Linked DNA regions of Anas platyrhynchos: region 1 is linked to region 2. A link is a contact called in public Hi-C data. All regions are on one chromosome and are shown on one strand. Each heading gives the region's core, a stretch centred on a gene start, on an enhancer-like site or on the middle of the called end of the contact. The rest is flanking DNA. Distances are from core to core; before and after follow the strand shown. Region 1 holds the start of NOD1 (nucleotide binding oligomerization domain containing 1). Region 2 has its middle 5.3 kb from the start of ZNRF2.

What was found. Hi-C and Micro-C count contacts between places; a contact is called where the count stands out from the background.
Region 1: a Hi-C map of subcutaneous adipose tissue shows a contact between it and region 2, with 2.2 times the contacts expected there. The contact joins the promoter of NOD1 here to the enhancer-like site in region 2. A contact is called at or near these places in 3 of 8 Hi-C or Micro-C datasets (liver, skeletal muscle and subcutaneous adipose tissue).

What each region holds. Positions count from the first base shown.
Region 1 is chr2:115,710,941-115,715,871 of IASCAAS_PekinDuck_T2T, forward strand. NOD1 (nucleotide binding oligomerization domain containing 1) reads right to left here and starts at 1,635. Exons shown (of 11, transcript NM_001310381.1): 1 at 1,420-1,635. The coding sequence starts at 1,635.
Region 2 is chr2:115,629,463-115,634,601 of IASCAAS_PekinDuck_T2T, forward strand. No RefSeq gene overlaps it. Among named protein-coding and RNA genes, the nearest start is that of ZNRF2, 5.3 kb to the right of the region's middle. Within about 2 kb of position 2,344, at least 3 of the 8 cell types and tissues checked have an H3K27ac peak or open chromatin away from gene starts, as enhancers often do. A contact at or near this core is called in subcutaneous adipose tissue, where this site is marked.

The DNA of each region.
Region 1 (4,931 bases), core at 385-2,884, 81 kb after region 2:
GCCTGGCTGAGTATATTTTAAATCCTAGGCTTAAAACAAAAAAGATGGAGGGGTTTTCTCAGTGCCCTAAATTAATTCCTCTGGTTTGTAGATATTCCAGTCACATTTAGATTTACCTCTGGATCCTGCTAGACTGAGAGTGGGGCAGGCAGAATCTCTCTCTGGATCTTAATGCAGATCCAAAAAACCTGCAATTCTTTCTTTTCACACAGCAACTCACTACAGCAAGATTATCTCTGTACAATTTACTTGTTGCCTGCAAGTGTTACTGAAGCTAATGGCTACCAAAGAGTGTCTGGAGCAGCTCAAGGCGAATCCTTCCAAAGGCAAACCAGAGCCTGATCTCTGTGCAACCAGCACAAGGCAACCCCAGTACCGAATCCTCCTCAGGACAGAGTAATCTTTTTGGGGCTCAATTTGAATGTTTGGATCCTCTTGCTGAGAATGAATCAAGAATTCAGTTCAAGCAAGGGGTTTTGAGAGACTATGGCCTTGTGTGAGTAAAGCAGGGCGAGTTACATGGGACACAGCAAAATCATGGTATTTTTTTGACATTTTGTGTGCTCTGAAAAACAACTTTAACCCTTCCAGACAAGCTCCCACAGAGTTCACTTACTCTTGTGGCCTGCTCCGTGTCTCTGCTTAGAGTCCTGGTGCACGGCCTCCCCCTCAGCTTTGTTACAACAAGCATGTATATTATGCTGAACAAAAAGAAAAGGGGATGATGGTACAGTGTGCATTTATTCAGCTTTGACCTTGCACACAGTGAGCACTGTGTTAGCGTCTCAGCTCGCCAGCAAGAATGATTATTTTATGAAAATCTGCACTGTTAGGCAAGTCCAAGCTCTCTGAATTCTTTACGGTTTGCCTGCCACTATTCCGAAGCTGCACGACTGGTCGGAGAATGAGGAGCTTGTTTTGGGTCACGACGCACAGAGCAACTGTGCACACCTGATGATTTTCTCCTATCAAAAGAACAGGAATTAATTTTTGCTCCTGATGCCCACAGATGAATTCCAAACCCCAGCGTGTCAGGAGATATCAGTTTTACAAACATTTACCACGTCCAAACATTTCCTAAAGTAAATTTTCCTTAAAATACTCTATATTATAATGAAGGCTTGTGTGCAGCAAGCTGCACTGACAGCCACGGTGGCCACCTCTTTATCCAAGGACAAAGCTGCAGCTGGGGACACAGAGCAGCAATTACCAACCTGCTCGTTTTGGCAGCTGCCAGCAGGCTTACGAGCAGTGCCAGCAGGGCTGGAAAGAGAAGTGGTGGAGATGCTTGTCCAGAAGGAATGGGGTGGGGAGTCTCCAAAATAACAAAGACTGGGAAAGACATCAAGCTCATAAAACCTAACAGTAAAGTTGAAAGTAACAGAAAGTTCAGGTTGGCTAGTGAAATGAAAACAATACCTTATCTGCTTGAGTTGGAAACTGAACAACAATCTCGGCGTCCTCGGTGGAGAAGTACTCATTGTAAAGCAAGTTGTCGATCAAACACTGCGTGTTTCGGATCTTACTGACCAGAAGCTCTCGGTAGATCTTCAGCAAAGCAATGCAGGACGGCGGGCTTGCTCCTGGAGGTTTTTCCAAGGAAATCTCCAAGTTAGCACAAAGTTGGCCTTCCATAGTCGAGACAGCAAGAAGCTGCTCCGTCTAGCCTCATCTTTGGCAAGCTGGCTGGCTGCAGTGAGGAGTCAGCTCGGGGTTAGCTTCAGGGAAACGGGCGATCTGTCCTTCACGTTACCGAGCCTGTAAAAGTAAATTGCACAGAGCCTCAATGTAAACGTTACCCTGTGCAGATGCATCCTGCAAGTAGCCATCAAAGAGTAATTCCAGCCTCTGCACAACACCACTGACAACTTTATCCAAAAAAAAACCCACAACCTGTTATCTTCCTCATGCACTTCCAGACATTTATTCAGCTTTTGGAAAAGAAACAAACCAAAAACTACTGCAGGCAGTCTCCCCTGTAATATAAATACTGCGGTGCAGCTTGCCTCAAACAACAACGCTTGCATCTGCTTTGTTAACTGCCCGTTCCTCGTGCATAATTGAATATTTTTATTAGCTTTTCGTGTTTCAACAGACAAAGCAGGGCATCTGTCCAAACGCAGCTCGACAAGGAAATAAAGGGGAATCAAATTCTATTTCGTAGCAATTAATTCTGTAGGAGGAATTAATTTCTCCTAGCAATTCCCTTTGTCTTCGGTCACAACGAAAGCCTCTGTGTAAAATTTTGCCAGGAGGGTGACTGTCCTCAGAAGCGAGGCCTTGTGAACTCTCCGACAGCCCTGGCTGAAGGAAAGCAAAGCACATCCCCGGCACAACCGTTTGGGGTCGCAGCCAACCCCAAAACGGCAGAGCTCTTCCGACCAAACGTGACGTGACCCAGTGAGCTGGCTTTCCGACCACGAGTGAGTGACTGCATCTGCTCAGACAGATCAGCCCTGCAGTGCACCACGCGCATGACCCAGCGGGTCGAGTGGCTGACTCCTGAGTCACCCCGCTGCCTAGGAGCCACGCAGGCACATCCCTTTCTTTAAGAAAACTCATTTCGGAACTGAACTCCATCACGGAGACCAAACAGATGTTGAAAACATCATTTCCTCCAGAGCTTTTGCAAGCTTTCGGTTAAAGAGATCGAGTCACCTCTAAAACACAGGCAACACAGACACTAACACTTCTCTTTCAAGCCACTGCTCCTACCCAACATCTCCTGCTTGCTTTGGTTGCTCTAGGACCACATTATCCTAATGCACATTTTCTTCCTAGAGCACAAGACAATGGAGAAACGAGAGGATTCAGAAAAGCATTTAAGGTGAAGGCATCAGGGGAGAAAGGGAGAAAAAGCACAAAGGCAGAACGGGGAAGCTACAGCTGGCAATATTAAACCCGCGCACGATGACGTACTCAGTGATATTTTCTGTAGCAATATTAACTTCAGGATTAAAAAAAAAAAGATACTCAGTATTGGAGAAAGCAGTAACTTTCACCGGTATCTTTTCATAAGAAAAATGGAAAATTTCCACCATCCCCAGACAAAGAAAATGTCACGTCAGATGAAGAGCTGAGCGCCTGAAGTTAGAACAGCCCTATCTCCTGGCACAGGCAGCTAATAGCAAGGCAGGTACCTGCATGTTTGTAACAAAGTGGATCGGCTACATGAGGAAACCTCAGGTCCTACCCAGACTAAAGCAAACACAAAAATGTTTTACAGTAGCTGGTTTAGGTGCAGCAGCACCTACAGGTCCTCGTCAGTGTGGGAATGTGCTTATTCTTTCGGAAAAACTCTCCACAGGACTCGGACATACACAGTTCTGCTTTGCTAGCTTCAGGTTTTTGGAAGCAGGAGACCAACGTGCTGACACTATGAGGTATCAGACTTATCTGCAAGTCTATCGTCTCTTTCTGGAAAGAGTCCCAGCTTCCACGGTGCTTTACAATGGCCTCTTTGAGTGATGGATCACAGGGTTACAACATACTGAGTCTCCCATTACAAGGTTCTGTTAGCTTTATAATGCTAGCTTACACAGCTGGCATGTTTAAAGGTAAACGCTTATGTGGCTTAGAAATCTATATTGAAAGCAACCACTTGCTAGACCACGGAGCATGTACAATGTTTTCTTTCTTATCTCAGGCACTCCAGCTGCTGGATCCCGTGCATCAGTCGTGGGGATGCTGGAAGAAAAGGCTGAGGCATACATGCATGTGGGGACACCTCCGTGCACTAAGGTCTAAAAACATATTCTGTTGAGAACCGCTGCCTCATTTAACAGCCATTCCATTTCTGAAAGGCCTAATGAATGAAATCATTTCTAAAAGCCACCCTGAGCTTCTTACAGTCCTTTTGAAGGTATCACTAAGTTACGATAAAGAGAGATCTAACAGAGATTCTAACATCAACAGCTGAAGATGAGCACTGAGGTTTGTACAAAGGGCACACACATGGGGAGGAACAGAAAGATTTGCCTGCTCTGTAAAGCACCTGAATCAGCAGACCACCTAAGGAGGAAGGGAGAGAGGCAAGAACAGTGATACCTGGGCAAAGCAGGAGCCTGGTACGGGGAGACAAGGAGACAGACACATATGGGGCAAAGCCTCGATTCTGGGAACAGAATGGGCTTCTTGTTCCTGCTGGGAAAAAGAAAAAATAAAGGTTTACTCGAGAGGCTGCCAATGATGCTGTAGAGGAAATTAAGTGAGCCTCTTTGAGAACAGCTTCAGCTGAGTGGAGAGGACAGAAAACAGACTATCAGGAATTAAAAGGAGGCAGAGAGCAGAGTGCTCACCCATCAATTGCAAAAGCAAATGAGACAGAAGACAGTCTTGGCCAAATGAAGCATCAGTGGGGACTGAAGCAATGTGAGAAGCAACAGCAACACTAGCAAGGGCTGCTTATCACAGGCCTGCAAAACTGAGAGTAACAAAGAGGAAGCAAGACAGGGATCAGGCCAGGAATAAAGAGGGAAATGAAAAAGGGAAATGAAATGCGTCATAGTAAGAGATACAGCAGAAGTATCAGTGCTCACAGCGAAGTTTTATGTCAATAACCTGCAGCAGTGCCGATAGCTTCCAAGAAAAGGTATTGGCACTTTTATTTAGTGGCTCTTCTGACTTCCCTCTGTTTAAACTCTCGGCATTGCACAAGCATATATAGTTATATTTCCTGGCCCTGCCCTTCTCATATCCTCTTTTCTCGAAGATTGCCTGCTTTCCTTCTAACAAAACCTGTGCCTGTTCAATTTCCAGTGCCGCAAGTCCTCTGGCAGCGAAGAATATTCTGTTTTACTGGTAGCACCAACATTTATCACAAAAAGGTCTTACTCAATGTAAATGCTGTGTATAGACGGGCTGAAGGGTCTTAAAGAGTAGCTAAAAAGAATTCCACATTTGGGTAAACTTAATAATTAACTCCTTATTGA
Region 2 (5,139 bases), core at 1,094-3,593:
ATTTGCATGGTCTCAGCTGTGAGACAATTCGTCTATAGACTACTCTAAGCCCCCATTAAATCAGAAAAAGAACGTTTCTGACTGAGCATGCCAATCATTACAGCTTATCTAGTGAGAGATGCCACATGCTTTCTCCTGCTCTATCCTTATTTTTGACAGCTACTTATGCTACTCATTGTCTAATTGGGCCTGCCAATCCTCCCTGCTCATCCCAATCTGTCCATCCCAGACACGAGAATCTGAATCGTTTTTTTAAAATCTGCATATGGTTGTTGATTACAAGAGATGGGAAAAAATGCAGCCTAGATGTTGCAATATGCTTATTTCTTTGTGATTATCATTCAAGAAAAAATAAAGAACTGCAAAGTTAAAAGAGGAAATTGCACTTTAATACTTGACTCTAAGGATGGGAAGAGTACTAATGACAAGATAAATGCCATATTTCTTCTCGAGGCTTGCACACTCACAAAGCAGTCAGGGCTAAATCCTGACATTTGCTGCTTGCTGTGCTGTGAGGAGGAGGTAAAAGCTATTCTCAGGTGGCACCAAACGGCAGGAGATAGCTTGCCAATGCACCACAGAGCCCAGCACAGGGCTTCTGGAGGATGAGGATGTCATCACGAGCAGCAGGGCCTGGTAGGTCAGGACCCACTTTGCCTCCATGCAGAGAAACAAGAAGCGCACTGTGCTGGGTCCCGCTGGGAAATACAGTTTATGAACAAGAGGATTCCCTCTGTGGAGCATGCATCTGCCAGCCGCTGCTGAACCTTGCTGCTGGGGCTTGCCAAGCAGCACACCGGCATTTGGACAGCAGCGTCTCAGTGGGGCTGGCAGAGCTCTGACATTCCCCTGGGACCTGATCCAAAGCTCATGGGATTCAATGGGGGACGAAAAAAAAAAAAGTCCATTGATCTCAGCGGTTTTGTATCTGTCCTTTCTGCTCTTCTCCTTTGATGATTTATCCAACGCTGACATGCATATATCACTTCTGAAGCACACAGAGCACTTGGTTTTAATCTCACAATTTCCCTGGTGACAGGAGAAGAAGTATGCTGGCAGCTGACATTGAAAAATACTCATTATTCTGTACATTATTATTGCTTTTTACCTCCCTACGGTAGATAGAAATCACAATGAAAAATCACAAATATTTTGTTTTTCAGCCTCTGCCTGCCCTTAAAGGCACAGCAAAATATTACAAAGGGCAATTTTGTATGCATGTGGGAAAGCAACGAGAATGTTTTGTGTTGAAATAGGAGGTAAGAGAACATTAACGACTAAAAGCCACTGTTAAGCAAATGATGCCTTTCTCTAGAAAAAGCTTAGAGAGGGAGATACGCTTTCTGATTTACCAGGGAATTGAATCCTCTTCTTGGATTGGGAAGTAAGAACATTTTATACCTGTGAAAGCTTCATTTGAAAAAATAGAGATTACTGGGCCATTGGCAGCACTGCTCTGCTGAGTCCCACAGTGCCAGTGGCTGCAAAACAGACTCACGATTCCTCGCGTCCTGAAGAGAGGTTTGCAGGGACACCAAGGGGTTGCCACATGGAGTATCTGGCTGTGTGCTTCTCCAAAGGATGCTTCTCCAAGGGGTGCCTCCAAAGCACCCAGGTTCACAGAGCCATGACAACTCCTTCCCACTGGGAGGGCCACTCACTGGCAGTCACTTTCCTAAAGCAGGAGGGTTGCTTTGCTCTATTTTTTAATTTTTCATTCCAGTCCAACACCTTTTTGCCTTTGTTTCCCCACTGGCTAGTGCAGTTTTTTCAGCACTAGATGTCAGTGTGGACATATGATACCAGACTGCTCTGCATTTTTTCCATTCACAAGAGAGGAAGAATTGCTATTCAGAGTGAAACCGAGTCTCTCCCCAGCCTCGTGATGTGCTTCCAACCAAACAGGTCTTTCCTTTCCTGTTTGACCTTCATAAGAAATGTGTAGAGCTGTCTGTCCTTGGTATGGGTTCGTATAGCTGTAAAGGGGCCCTCTTCATTTTGTGATCACATCGCGTGTGAGTTTAAGAGGAGCTACCATGACTCTGGAGGAAAAGCTTTGCTTAGGAAGTAATGGGGACAAAGAAAAGGTTCTGAATTATCGTGATGAATTGTGACCCTGCTAAAGGGGTACAGGTACTCTACAGAAGTGGCTAATCCTTTAACTAGCAGTACTCATCCCAATGAGAACCTCCTGATGAGGCTGAGTTCATGCAGTCCCATTGTCTAGAACATTTCATCATCTAGAAATGTTTTGCTACAACAAACTCTTACAAGCACTGTTCTAACTTGAACCTGATTTGTTATTTGCCTGGCATTTTCTCAATGCAGAAACGAAACCAGCTAAGAGCAGAGCAACCAACCAGGAAGTGTATGCTGGGTTCCCCAAGTGGTAAAATGACTCTTGTTTTTCTTTCACTCTTCAGAAAACATTTTGCTTCTTTAAGAAATGTAAACCTCTGAATCCAGACCATGAATGGTGCCTGGGCTCTTACCGAAGGGCAGAGCAAGAGGCATGAAGCACCCCAACTCCCCTATTTTATTTTTTTTTTAAGGAAACAAGAGCAAGGACTCTGCTCCTCCTGCTCCCAGTCAATATACCAGGAACAGATAGAGCGGGGAGAGGAGGAAATGGGTTCACAATTCCCTTTCCTCATCTCTTATTTTCATGGGTTCTGTCTTCTGCCAAGTGGATCGGAGCCAGCACAACAGATGGAGCCTTTTACACCGCCCTCGTGCCTGGTTTACACCAGGCATGGTGCACAGAAGCCTAGGCAAAAAACGCTTCTGGCAGATAATGGGAAGTGGAGCTCTCTGACATTCCTCCCGAGTCAGTACGGCCTTCAGAAAAATCCAGTTACAAGCTTTTATATTCTTCATTGTCCACTCATTAATGAAGTATTACCTTGATACATTTACTACTGCACCTTGCTTTTATTGTACTTAGAAGTCCTTACTGTCCTTTTGACTTGTTGCAAGTCCCGGCAGCACAAGCATGACTGCCCAAGCAGCTGTGCTTAAAGGCCCTTTGAATAGCTACCTGGTATGTTTTTGTTTCTTGTTATTAGGCTTATCAGTAGCAGACTGTAAGTAGGAGGATATAATATATTAAAAGAACAATACTTACAACTATCAATTGAAAATATTACCACATACCATGCAAAAATTAAGACAAAGGTATTTTTTTTCTCTTGGATTCTGAGAATTTAAGGTAATATTTGGCAGAAAACAAAGAACCTGAGAGAATACAAATTGTACTTGGCAAATCTAATGTCACATGGCTCTACCACCTGCTGTCATTCCTACATTTTGTTATTGTTTCTGTAACTCTGTTTTCCTTTTACTCATCTCTTTCAGTAGATGTCTAGCATTCAAGCAATTAGTACTGCTAATGAAAGATCTATCCTGTGAAAGAACTTGTCTGCAATCAGCTTCTGAAGACTGCTTTACCTGTGTAATATTCAGTGTGTCAGGACTCGAAGTGCTTTCTCTATTAACCCTCATGAATTGTTCAGACCAAGCTTTTTGTAAAGACTATGCCTCTCTAGGTGCAGAAGGGATTCATGGTCTAGCACTCTGAACTGCAAGACAAAACAATGTCATTCAGGAATAAACTTTGAAAGATTCGTATTATTTCCCTCTGCAGAAAAAAAGAGGGCTGAAGCCATCAACACTCCTCCCCCCCAACTCCACATTCAGCTGGCATCGCTGGGCGCTGATATAGGAGATCTGAAAACAAGAGAGAGTAAACACACTTCCCATCTGTTAGTTTGTCCTCCACCCCCTCTTCTTAGAAATCACAGAAACAGAAAAATCAGCTGGATGGGACCTTTATAGGTCAACTAATCCACCCCCACACTCCCATACCCACAGATCTGTGTATTAACGCCTTGCCCAAATAAACATAGATTGATGTCACTTCATTTATGAATTGGTGCAAACGCCTGTAGTGTAGGGATGAGCATGGTCTAAGCTGCTACTTGTCTTCAGTTATTCCTTGAGAACATAACAAAAGAGGTCTGTGCTGTAGCTTTTGAAGAAATACAGCATTGGGGGGGCTCTAGATGCATGAAAGGTCAGGAAGTATATACAATGGGATACTGCATGCAAAGATGATAACAAAACAAAACAAAACAACAAAAACAAACAAACAAACAAACAAACAAACAAACAACAAACTAACAAGTAGAACTAATGCAGTTTATTAAAGAACCAGTTACTGCCTGATTATGCACTCAAATGGCAAATTCAAGTGAATGGCATTTGGCCTTGGTGAGTACTGTGGTGCTCACTGGCTACAATAATCCAACTCTGAATGGAGAACAGTTTAGAAATTATTATGGTGAATATACGTGCCCATTAGAATTGTTAGACTAAAGCGCATTTCTTATCATACTACTTTATAGCAGATGTAGTGGAATGCACAGCACAAATTGCCATTTCTTCAAGTAGATTATTTCCACATACTTCTTCCTGTACAAAATGGTCAATCTATAAGACAAGGAAAAATGTTCATTTATTTTTAAGGCTAGGTTATCTTTTTTTTGGTGAACATTATCTTTCCACATGGGTGACTCCAGTGTACAAAATACAGTTGTTTATGGTGTGACAGAAACTTCAGAAAAGCATAAACTTCAAACAAAAGGCAGAAGGTTCTAAACACAATCTCTATAAAAACAAGAATAAACTTCCTCACATTAAAAGCATAAGTAACTGCATATTTCCAGAATAATTTTAGGACCCAAACCTGGAAAGACTTTCAGAGTTGCTTAGTTTTTTTATTATTATTTGGTGAAGACTGATGACAGCATAGTGCAGGACTGTTTTTACTGCACCAGTGTAAGCATATGCATAAATCTTCACAGGATTAAAACCAACATGAGTAAAGGGTTACTCAGTGCAAATTAAAACCTAAGATATTGAATAGTAAGGTCTGCTACGTATTTCAGGAGATCAGCTACCAGCTGGAGATACACTAATACCAATACAGGGCCTTTATCTTTTAGCATAGAGATGTGAACATACCTGAAGACAGTTTGGTCAGCCAGATGGCTTAAACGACCTGCAGATGCAAGGCATGTGTATTTTATAAAACTCGTATTTTACAAGGATGAAACAGTTCTGTTTTGCTTTCTGTTTGAG